Regions from separate parts of the Mus musculus genome. Here region 2 is linked to region 1. Evidence: chromatin contacts called from public HiChIP or PLAC-seq data. All regions are on one chromosome and are shown on one strand. Each heading gives the region's core, a stretch centred on a gene start, on an enhancer-like site or on the middle of the called end of the contact. The rest is flanking DNA. Distances are from core to core; before and after follow the strand shown. Region 1 holds the start of H1f1 (H1.1 linker histone, cluster member). Region 2 has its middle 38 kb from the start of Ripor2.

Evidence for each region. HiChIP or PLAC-seq counts read pairs in DNA pulled down with a chosen protein or histone mark.
Region 2: an H3K27ac HiChIP or PLAC-seq map of T-cell acute lymphoblastic leukemia shows a contact between it and region 1, with 6 times the contacts expected there. The contact joins the enhancer-like site here to the promoter of H1f1 in region 1. A contact is called at or near these places in 1 of 39 promoter capture datasets (cranial neural crest), 1 of 15 datasets of contacts at CTCF or cohesin (large pre-B cells), 2 of 484 Hi-C or Micro-C datasets (B cells and pre-B cells), 5 of 115 datasets of contacts at active chromatin or transcription factors (T-cell acute lymphoblastic leukemia, embryonic stem cells, forebrain and 2 more) and 1 of 9 other capture datasets (macrophages).

Annotation. Positions count from the first base shown.
Region 1 is chr13:23,759,990-23,765,956 of GRCm38.p6, reverse strand. It overlaps H1f1 (H1.1 linker histone, cluster member), which reads right to left and starts at 2,289. Exons shown (of 1, transcript NM_030609.3): 1 at 1,545-2,289. The coding sequence starts at 2,240. The coding sequence ends at 1,599. H4c1 (H4 clustered histone 1) reads left to right here and starts at 4,708. Exons shown (of 1, transcript NM_178192.2): 1 at 4,708-5,162. The coding sequence starts at 4,800. The coding sequence ends at 5,111. It overlaps H3c1 (H3 clustered histone 1), which reads left to right and starts at 3,571. Exons shown (of 1, transcript NM_013550.5): 1 at 3,571-4,072. The coding sequence starts at 3,604. The coding sequence ends at 4,014.
Region 2 is chr13:24,597,531-24,603,497 of GRCm38.p6, reverse strand. It overlaps a transcript of Ripor2 not described here and the pseudogene Gm11346. Among named protein-coding and RNA genes, the nearest start is that of Ripor2, 38 kb to the left of the region's middle. Within about 2 kb of position 3,812, at least 96 of the 459 cell types and tissues checked have an H3K27ac peak or open chromatin away from gene starts, as enhancers often do. A contact at or near this core is called in B cells, T-cell acute lymphoblastic leukemia and pro-B cells, where this site is marked.

The DNA.
Region 1 (5,967 bases), core at 1,040-3,539:
GGGAAAACTGCTAACACAGAAAAATAAACATATCTAAAACAAACAAACAAAACCTAGAATTGAACAAAAAGACAGACCACTTTGAAAAAAAACAAATGATACAAGCAATCTATTCCCAGGAATATTAAAATAGCCAACAATCATAAAGCCAACAAATATAAAATCTGAGTTAAAAATAACTGACATTATTCTACATCCTTCAGACTCAATAAAAATGAATGAGCCCACACGCTAAGCAGGGGAAGCTGAAACTGACACTTCTGGAAGTTGAGCTGTTCTTAGAATAAATATGTCATTTAGTAAATGCAAAATATACTTTATAGTTAGCAGTATGAGATCCTACTTGTTGCATCATATTAACAAATGGATGAGCACAATACTTTATGTGAAATACTAAAAAAAAGTTAACTAAAAAAAAAAAAAAAAACATTAAAACAAGCAATACCCAACTTTTTTTTAAAAAACAAAACAAAACACCCACAACCAACCAAATAATTGTTTAAGACAGCCTCTGACTCTATAGCCCAGACTAGCCTGAATTCAGGATCCAAACTACTTTGGCCTCCTGTGTACTTGAGATAACAGGCCAATGCCTCAGACACTTGGTTTTCTAATTTTTTGTTGAAAGAGGACAACAAAGTTAAATTCAGGGCCAGAAGACACTCAGAGTAAGAGGAACTTGCCGCCAAGCCTGATGACTTTAACTAGTCTCCTGGACTCAAGTAGTGGAAGAGAACCAATTTCAAGTTGCCCCTCAACTTCCAGACAATCCCCCCACCCCCAATAATTTAAAAACTGAGCTCAGAATAAGGGAGCCCAGCAAATCACGGTGTGGGGCGTTAACTCTAGCTCTTTGGAGGAAGGAGGATCAATGCAGGGACAAAAGTGGCTACTTAGCAAAAATCAATAAAGGCTTCAAGAGCTGCCTGTGAACATTGCAGTACATGGGAGATAACCACTTCCTCACAAAACCAAGCCTCCAAGCACCTAGCATTCCTGTAAGGAACAGTCTTGGTGGGCTTGAATTAAAAAAACTCTATTGCAGCCGGGCGTGGTGGCGTTCGCCTTTAATTCCAGCACTGCAGAGGCAGGCGGATTTCTTAGTTCAAGGCCAGCCTGGTCTAGAGTGAGTTCAAGGACAGTCAGGGCTACACTGAGAAACCGGTCTCGGGCCCCCCCCCCCCCCCTAAAAAAACAAAACAAAAAAAACTCTATTGCATGTGAACCCTTGCTGCAGCCCACTCTTACTGATCAAGCACCTGAGTTCTCATCCTCATTGGCAAAATAGGACCTTATCTGGTTGAGGCACCCAGGCCATTGCACTACCATACCATAGAGAGCTTATCCACCACACCTGGAGAGGGTAGCGCCTCCCAGGGCTAACAAGGCTGTTTTCCCAGAATCTCAGGGAAATAAAACTAGAAACTAGACTGACCCAAATTGTCAGTTTACTGGGGGAAATTAATAATGCCTAAATCCCACCAGGCTTGTACCCAAATGCAGTTGTTATAGTGTGAAACAAGTGTCAGGCTCTTTGAGTTATGTTGGTGGCTCTGAAAAGAGCCGTTGGGTTATTTATAGAAGAAGCCTCCAACTGTTCACTTTTTCTTGGGCGCTGCCTTCTTGGGCTTAGCTGGGGTCTTTGGCTTTGTCACTTTCGCCTTGGAAGCCTTAGGCTTCACTGCCTTCGCCTTGGCAGGGCTTTTGGCTACCTTCTTGGCCTTCACCACCTTCGGCTTCTTGGGGCTCTTGGAAGTCTTCTTGGAAACTGCAGGCTTCTTGGGCTTCTTCGGAGTCTTGACAGTCTTCTTAGCTGCAGCCCCAGCAGTCTTCTTAGGTTTCTTAGCAGCCCCGGATGCTTTCGCCTTCACTGACACCTTGGTGGTGATGGCCTTGGACTCAGCCTTCTTGTTCAGCTTAAAAGAGCCAGCAGCGCCGGTGCCCTTGGTCTGCACCAGTGTGCCTTTATTCACCAGGCTTTTCAGCCCCAGTTTGATGCGGCTGTTGTTCTTCTCCACATCGTATCCCGCCGCAGCCAGCGACTTCTTGAGCGCGGCCAAGGACACGCCACTGCGCTCTTTGGAAGAAGAAACTGCCTGCACGATGAGCTCCGACACCGAAGGTCCCGCGGGCTTCTTCCGAGGAGCGGCAGCTTTTGCCGGCTTCTTGGTCTTCTTTGCAGCAGCAGGTTTCTCCGTGGCAGTAGAAGCAGCCTGAGCGACTGGCGCCGTCTCCGACATGGTTGCTGATGAATAAACAACAGCTATACCCAAGACGAAGAAAAGAAGTAGAAAGACAAGGCCCCTGCACGGAGTATTTATAGAGCAGTGCTGTGCTGTGATTGGTGAATGCTAACGCCCGCCCCCTGGACCCTAAGGCCCCGCCTCCCGTGCGCCTGTCTGCCTGCAAGATTTCAGAAACTAACTCCTTTGCGATTCCACCGACCTAGCTTCGTGTTTTTGCAGGTAGAGGAGGCGGCCTCAAAACTTCTCCGGCTGGCTGCTTGAGGTGGAATTTCAACCACAGCAGATTCTCCTTGTACTCTCCTGTTTTATCATCAGAAAGTGGTAGATGCCTATCAAAAAGGAGCTCAACTAGTGAAAGGTGGCTGTAAATTAGTCAATTAAAACCCAGAAAGCCAGCTTGTGGGCCTTCTCTGCGGGTTTCAGTATTGATTCTTGGCAGTAATGGGAGCAATGTATCGTTACTTTATATTTTAGTTATGCAAGAGGCTTAGTGTTCTTTTAAGGAGTGTCAGCTTGCGACAGTGATTTCATATTGTGAGCCAGTAGTGGCTCAAATAAAAAGAGAAAAGGCAGGACACGACTTTTCCCAGGATATGCAAGTACACAATAGCTCTGGGAAAGTCTTGCCCATTTTTTTTTTTAAAGAATTTAAAAGTGCAATCCTAACATGGTATGACGATTTCTATAGTTTATAGTTAAAAAATTGTTTTCGAACGTATCAGTGATATCTGGCCAAAAATGCGTGAAAGTATTTTGAAAATTCAAGCTCCAAATGCAAGAACTCAAAGCATCCATACAAGTACAGCCATTTAATGAAGAAATGCTCAGAATAACCCGAGTCAGACGTCTGTACTTTTACTCCCATGTTTCTCTCCATTTCTTTACAGTGTGGGTTGCAACAAAATGGAGACTTTCCACGCAAATGAAGAGTTCTAAATCTGCTGTTTTAGTGGCTATTTACGAAAGGCAGTAAACCAATCAAAAGGTAGAATCTGGCCTACTCTCCTTCAATGTAGAAGTCACATTGTTACATTTCAATAATGAAGATAACAAGATTGTTCTCTATTCTTCAATGCCACTAAGTCCAAGCTGCAATGTGTTTGGAAGCAGATGTGCTGTAGAAGATAACAGTCACTGGAATTTTATTCCATTTACTTTAAAACACACACATACAAAAATAAGTACCGCGGCAGACTACCTTAGCCTCAACTGCAGTTCTTAAACATAAACCAATCAGAGTCTTAAACGTCACAGATAACCAGTATTTTCATCCAATCACTATCCTTTGCATACTATAAATAGTAGTTCTGAACTCACCATCTCCAAGTGCTCACCAGCTTGCTTTCTAGTTTTTGCTATGGCTCGTACTAAGCAGACCGCTCGCAAGTCCACCGGCGGCAAGGCCCCGCGCAAGCAGCTAGCCACCAAAGCCGCCCGCAAGAGCGCCCCGGCCACCGGCGGCGTGAAGAAGCCTCACCGCTACCGTCCCGGCACCGTGGCGCTGCGCGAGATCCGGCGCTACCAGAAGTCGACCGAGCTGCTGATCCGCAAGCTGCCGTTCCAGCGCCTGGTGCGCGAGATCGCGCAGGACTTCAAGACCGACCTGCGCTTCCAGAGCTCGGCCGTCATGGCTCTGCAGGAGGCCTGTGAGGCCTACCTTGTGGGTCTGTTTGAGGACACCAACCTGTGCGCCATCCACGCCAAGCGTGTCACCATCATGCCCAAGGACATCCAACTGGCCCGCCGCATCCGCGGGGAGAGGGCGTAATTGTACAGTTCCGTACAGTTCTACGGAATTAACCAAAGGCTCTTTTCAGAGCCACACACGATTTCAAGTAAAATGGCTGTAATTTACTCCATCCTTAAACGAACCTATATATTCCCTAGTGTCTATAACGGTGGATATTCCCCAAAACTTGAGTTTATAACAGCCCAAAGTTGATATCAAGTACAAAATAGGTCAACTGATTGTCTGGTTTTACCCGTGGAATATGCGTAAAGTGTACAGGTCGGATCTCTGACGTGACCTACTCGCAGGCTTTCGGTCCTTATAGGGCTCCGATCCAGAGAGGGGTCTGTGATGTCACTTTTCCCGCCGTCCGGCTTTCGGGGCGGGGCTGATGGGCGAGATATGTGACATCACTTTCCCGCCGGCGCGCTTTCTGGTCGTGACTGAGGGGCGGAATTTGTGAAGTCACTTTCCCGCCGGCGGGCTTTTGCGTCTTTCCCGGCATGGCTGAGAGGAGGGATCAGTGATGTCGCTTTCCCGCCGGCGCGCTTTCGGGTCTTGGCTGAGGGGCGGGGTTTGTGATGTCATTTTCCCGCCGGCGCGCTTTCGGGGCATGGTTGATGGGAGGGATTTGTGACGTCACTTTCCCGCCCGGGCGCTTTCGGTTCTTTCCCGCCAGGTCTTATTGGCGGGGTTTATGACGTCACCGTCCGGCGGGCGGGTTTTCGTTTGTGTGATTCTGTTGGGGGTGGGAGATCAAGGCCAAGCAGCTATATAAAGGACCGACTCTCAGCTCTGACTCCATTTTCCATTCTTCCTAAGACATGTCGGGTCGCGGCAAGGGAGGAAAAGGCCTGGGCAAAGGCGGCGCTAAGCGCCACCGTAAGGTTCTCCGCGATAACATCCAGGGCATCACCAAGCCCGCCATCCGCCGCCTGGCCCGGCGCGGGGGAGTGAAGCGCATCTCCGGCCTCATCTACGAGGAGACCCGCGGTGTGCTGAAGGTGTTCCTGGAGAACGTGATCCGCGACGCCGTCACCTACACGGAGCACGCCAAGCGCAAGACCGTCACCGCCATGGACGTGGTCTACGCGCTCAAGCGCCAGGGCCGCACCCTCTACGGATTCGGCGGCTAAGACTTTTTTAATTTGTATTTTCTAACCAAAGGCCCTTCTCAGGGCCGCCCACATTCCCTGAAAAAGCGCTGTAATACTGAACCACCTAACAGCTTGGGCATCTCAGAATATAGAGAAATTGAGTAAATAAACCTTGAGTGCCTTTGGAGAATTGTAAGGTCAAGTTTGCACCATTTTCTTGGAAAAGAAATACTGCCTTATTAAGTGTGCGCAGCTAAACTCTGTTCCTTGAGGAAAGCCTGAGTGAGGGATAGGAAAGCAGTTAAGCATGGTTCTCATCTAACCACATTAAAAACGTCTGTAAGTCCGGGCGGGGTTCAAGTAAAGTCCATGTAAGGCAGAACTAAACATTCCTCATAATTCTCAACCATTTGCCCTGAGATGTGGCCTTTTTGCCAACAATGCAATGGCAAAAATTGTTTTTTGTTTTGTTTTGTTTCTCTTTCTCAGAACAGGCAGAGTCCCAGCGGATTCATGTCTTAACATGGTGATTACACAACTAAGATAAATGGCATTGTATTTGAGAACTCTAATGCCGTGTAAGTATAGTAGCTTCCATTTCATGACCCCCTTTACAGCTTCACCCCGTGGCCAAGGTTGGTAAAGGCAGGGGTGTTCTTGGAATAGCTTCCTGTAGTCTGATTTTTGTTAATGTGATTGGCCAGTGTAGGCAGATTGAGGAAAGCTGCTACAATTTTGGGGTGAAGCAGTGACAGTTTGAGAGCACAGGTGAAGGGGATGTGAGCTCACTTTGTGACTGAAAATAGGAAAATAACTTTTCCTGCAATGAATGGCCTAGACAACTTGATCCTTCACCCAAGTTCTAGCATTACTGTTTACCACCACACCCAGCTTG
Region 2 (5,967 bases), core at 2,563-5,062, 840 kb before region 1:
AGCTCTCATGCTCCCGGGGGGGGGGGGGGGGGCGTGCTCAGGAGGTGGCACCCACAGCCTGGAAGAGTGGCTGCATCCTCTGGGGTTACCCAGAGATTCTTACAGAGCACTGCAAAAAGAGGGAAAGGCTTCAAACCTCATGGATGAAGAGAAGGAGGCAGCGGCTGGGCCGATGTGCAGCCAGTCTTTGTACTCGATGCTGCACAATTGAGATATGACCCCATGTCAATGCCAAACAGCCTGCTTCCGGCAGCACTCTGTGGCTGAGGGTTGTTATTTATAGGCTGGTACAACTTCCCTGATGTTAGAACCAGGGTGCTGAGTGCCAGCTGTTCTTGGAATGGCACTGGAAGCTTGTCTCTCACTGGGTGGTGTCTGATAAAGACTTTGTGCTAAAGTAACTTGTGTAGACTGCAGATCTAATCTGAAAACAGTCCTGGGCAGTTCTTGTTCTGGCTGGATGACTGTGAAGGGGGTGTGTTGACAAGGCCTGCCTTAGAAGAGAAATACTTACTGCTTGATTTCGTTTTGGCTTTAAATACAGGGTCCTACCTTGTACTTCTGGCTGAATTAGTATTGTCTGTGTAGACCAGGCTAGCCTTGAATTTATAGCAATCTTCCTGCCTCAGCCTCCTTAAGTGCTGAGAGTACAGGATTGCACCACTGTGCTAGCCCAAATCATTTGTTTGGTTTGTGTGTGTGTGTGTGTGTGTGTGTGTGTGTGTGTTCGGGGTTGACCCAGGGCCTCATGCCTGCATACAAGGCAAACACCCTCCTGCTAATGTCTGTCTCTAGGTCCTGAAACCCTCTTGGGAAAATGTGGGTCTTGCATTTGGTGGTGCACTCCTGGGTCCTAGGGTGCTGTATGATGATAATATTAAAGAGGATAATGGAGCATGCTTTCCTAAGGACTCAGGGATGCAAAGTCCTTGATTCTTTTGAGGTAAGGAAGGAAACTCGTTTTATTGATAGGACATTCAGGACAAGGAAACTGGGTGACAGGGCACGTGTCCTGTGGCAGTGTCATTGAAATGAGCCGGTACATTTTCCAGGGCTAGTGACTACAACTGTAGAGGCTTCCTACAGACATGACTGAACCATTCCATCTACATGAAAGGAAAATAAATTCAGGTGCAAAGCCAGAAGGACAGGCATTCCATGTCAGAGCTCAGGGCACATGTCACAGCTCGGGGCACAGGGCTTCATGCTTGGTTCTGGGGTCTCAAATTTCCTACTTTCTTTGCTGATCCTTCAGTCTTGGAACTAAGTCTCATAGCCTAGCCTTGACACTGGACCCAAAAGTCCAGGTCTGGTCTCTCAGTTCATAAGGCAGTCTACCCACTCTAGTGTGAGGCCTATAAGACAAAGACTATTTGAGACGCTCCCTGGAGGCCTGATGCCAGTCAGTCTTCACAGATATTTTGGACGTTTTCCAGATGAACAAGCCATCAGTTCCCAGACATTCTCTGAGGATCACCAGATACGTAGGAGGGTCACGTCAAGGAGGGATGACATCTAAGAGAGCAGTGGCTACCAAAGCATAGGTCAGGATGGTTGGTAACATTCTTTACATGTAGGAAACTTGATTACACTGTCCAACCTTGTGTGAAAGGTCCATCACTACAGGGCTTGACCCAGAGAGTCCCAGTGGAAAGATGTACTTCTGATTAGTCATCCTCAGTGTCCATAGTAACTGGATCCTGGATCTCTGGGAAACCAAAACCCATGAGTGCTCATGGCTTCTATATATTAATCACATATAACCAGCACCAACTTCTCTACCGTGTAACCATCCCTAAGTCACTTATAACACTGAGTAACGAAAATGCTATGTGGATGCCATGTTGCTTTGGGGAAAAGTAACAAGAAACGACTGCCCATGTTCAGTGCAGATGCAGTTTGCATTTCAAGTATATTTCTTTCTCCAGTGTGTGTTTGTGTGTGTATGTTTGTGATGCATGCACATGTGTATATGTGTGTTAGCATGGGGGAGGTACCATGTGTACGGATGTATGTGTGTGTGCATGTGGAGAGCAGAGAGTGGTGTAGGGAATCATCCTTGTTGGCTCCTCCACTTTACTCACTGGGGAAAGGTCTTTCAGTCAAACCCAGGCTCGCAGGGAAACCCAGAGCTTGTGGATACGTCTACTGTTGGGAGCCAGGTTCCTCTGGGACTCTCCCGTCTCTACCTTCTGAGGCTGAAATCACAGTCAGGCCACCACACCCACATGGCATTTACATGGGTTTCTGGGGATCTGAACTCCCATTCTCACACACAGAATTTGCTGGCAAGTGTTTAACCATGGGAACAGTTCTCCAGTCTCACAAGTATTTTATCTATCTATCTATCTATCTATCTATCTATCTATCTATCTATCTAAGAATCAAAGCATGCATATAGGATACAGAGGACATACATTGTGCCACCCCAAGTCCTGGTGCAAGAGGGCTGAACAGACATGTTCTCTTCTAATCAGTCATCCAGCGCATGAGTTGACATGATTTTGTCTGCCAAACATGGGACTAGGAACCTCCAATTTTATTGACAAAGATATTTCTCCCAGGAAAGGGTGCCACTGAAAGCAGCTTACTAAAGAATTCTAAACATGTTTGTAGTGATAATACACTTTTCTCTACCATTTTCTTTCCACCCTTTGCTGTTGTTTGGGGATTCAGCCTCATTTTTGATTTTCCTAGTTATTCCCCCATTTTGATGTAACAAAAGGGAACTAGCCAAGTGTGATAGCACAAACCTGCAATTCCACCAGCTGGCAGACTGTGGTAAGTGAATCTTGAATTTGAGGCTGTCCTGGGCTACACAGTGAGACCCTGTTTCAAAATCTATTTTGGCTGCTTATAGTGGCTCATGTCTATAATCCCAACACTCAGAAGGCTGAAGCAGGAGGATTGTCATGTGTTCAAGGACAGCCTGGGCTACACAGTGAGTTTTTAGGCTAGCCTGGGCTACATAACAAAATCTCCTTAAAAATAAAAAGAAAACAACAAGAACAAAAACTGTTTAATATACACATATGCCTACATGTACATATATGTATGTATATATATGTATGTATATATATATGTATATATATGTGTGTGTATATATGTATATATATATATGTGTATATATGTATATATATGTGTATATATATATATATACACACACACACACACACATACATACATACATTTTTTTCAATGATGGGGATAAAAACTAGAGCTTTATGCATTGTAGGTGAGTATTCTACCACCGAGCCACATTCCTAGCCCTGAAAACTGTAAAATGCTTAATAGACAAACATATATATACATTACAAATGCTCTGAGGAAATACTGCCCATAAGCACTCATACAATATTTTGGTGGTAGCTATTTCCAGCATTGGCTTTGGCAATTTCTGAGCATAATTTCCACTGGTCTTCTATGCACAGTAGCCATTTTGGAGGGCACAATCTAGTTCTCTTTTCTGCACAGCACTGGAAAGAGGGCACATGGGAACGGAACTTGTGGTGAAGGCCACCTTGCCACAGAGCGACCCCGCCCTGCCTACCTTCCTCTGGATCTAGTAGTAAATAGTTGTGTATGGTAAATACAGATTCTGCAGTGAGCATTGCCACATCGCTATCTCTAATGGAATGAACCGGATTGTAAAATTTACACCTCTTTTGAAATGCGATGAAGCAACAGAGTTCAGAAATAGGAAGCACACAGTCGCTGGACCACATTGTGCTCTTTTGCACAATGTGCAGGAGCCAACATGAGAAAGCTACCGCAGAGGAAACAGCACAGCTGAGGCTGCAGGCTGTGTGGTCGGAAAGGTGCGGGCAGGAGTGATGCCCCACCCTTCCAGCATCCTCCTGTTGTCGCTCTCAGCCTCTTCAACCCTGCATTATTCTTTTCTCCCCACCATCCTTTCAACATTCACTGGGCACCCAGCCCTGGATTCTGATGACAGTACTCAGAGTGACATGCTGATGGAGACTAAAGAGGAGTTCTGACCAGGGGCCCTGATTTGCAGTGTGTACTAATGTCTATAGCATGCATACTTTCTCTATTAATTTCAAAGAAACCTAGCCTTGCTGAACACAAATCTGGGTAGGGTTACTGTACTGGGTGTACAGTAGCTCACCACTTGATGGTGTCTCTACCATTGCACTTTACAATACAATATTAATGCTAATGAAGGCGCACTTTTGTGTGAGAAACAGGAATATCCATCTCTTGGTTTTTAGGTTCCAGTGTAGTAAGTGGAGACTGATGGGTATCAGACATTATGTAGCATCGTTTTAAATCTTATTTATTCATTTCTACATTTGTAGAATTTAATTTTCAATCATGGTTATTTTAACAAAAGAGCTCACACTATTTCTTTAATTTTTACAATTGCCCCAAATAGCCGTGCCCACCCTGAATGGAGTTCTGTCTGACCCAGGAAGGTTCCAGCCATGTCAAGCAAGGAACAGAAGGCCATGAAGTAAAGTGCCAAGTGCCCGAGGGTAGATAAGACCCTCCATCAGAAGACTCCAAGAACCGAGATGCAGTCAACCCTGCGGACAATCCAGTAGTTGGTACCAGTGAGATGGGCAGTCATTGCTCAGATTCAGATGTGCAAGAGGCCCCGAGCCTGTTCAGAAGAGGATGCAGGATTTCTAAGGTGATGCTACTTAGTTTCTTATGGAAAAGAGGAAGCAGTTTGAAAAGGATGTAAATGCCTCTTTCAGAAACCTGAATGAAAGCCTCCAGGGTATTCTGAAAGCTCAGCAGAAGTCAAGGCAGGAGCTTGAGTCTGTGTACTGTGAAAGGTATGGGTCCCTATACCAGAAGTGTCTAGATGAGGTGGGCAGCACAAGGGGCCAAGAAGAACACCTCGGTTTTATAACAGCAGCAAATGAAGATTTTACAGACAGGTATAGCAGATCATGAAACCAAGCTTGAAAATACTGAAGATATGTCTGACACATTTTTGAAGAAAGCCAACGACTTGAGTAAACATCGCAGACCCCTTTTTGGCAGTCAGCAAACAAATGTAGAGAAGGAAATCTCGAAGGTACAGGGCAGAGTTACCATGGAAACTCAAGAACAAGATGTATCTGTTGTTGAAAGGTACCTTCAGTCCCTGATCCTTGACCACTCTGAAGCTCACACATAGGGTGCACAGGGAAGAGAGCATCAGCCATGCTAGAAGACATTAGTAGTCGCCAGTGCGGCTCCTTTCTCTTTACTCTGTTTGTTACAGTTGAGACTGAGACTCTGTTAACCATTAAGTGAAGCCCCAGCAGTCCTGTGAGAAGCAACAGCTAAGTGTGGAACATCCAGGACCATGACAGCAAGAGAGATACATTCTGCAGTGTGGCAATTACATTTTGGAAACAAATGTCATTTGATTTTGTGGTTGGTTCTCTGTCTCTTCCCTAAAGTGAGTGTTACCTTACTTATTTTAGGAAGAAGTGAATAAAGATAGGACCTGTAAAAAAAAAAAAAAAAAAACCCAAAAACCCAAAACAACAACAACAATCCAAAACCAAAATCCAAATAAACAAACAAAAAACATGGCTGGCAAGATGGCTCAAAGGGTAAGAGCACTGATTGCTCATCCGAAGATCCTGAGTTCAAATCCCAGCAACCACATGGTGGTTCACAACCATCGGTAATGAGATCTGACACCCTCTTCTGGTGTGTCTGAAGACAGCTACAGTGAACTCATATATAATAATCAATAAATTTTTGGGCCTGAGCGGTCAGAGTCGACTGGAGTGAACGGGGCTAAGCAGGACTGACCAGAGCAAGTAGAGGTCCCAAAATTCAATTCCCAACAACCACATGAAGGCTCATAACCATCTGTATAGCTGCAGTATACTCATATACATAAAATAAGTAAATTGATTAAAAAAGAAAAACAATTGCCCCTTATAAGTAGGTCTGGACAGGATTCCAGCATTGTAGTGGACAAAAATTGAGCATGAGGTC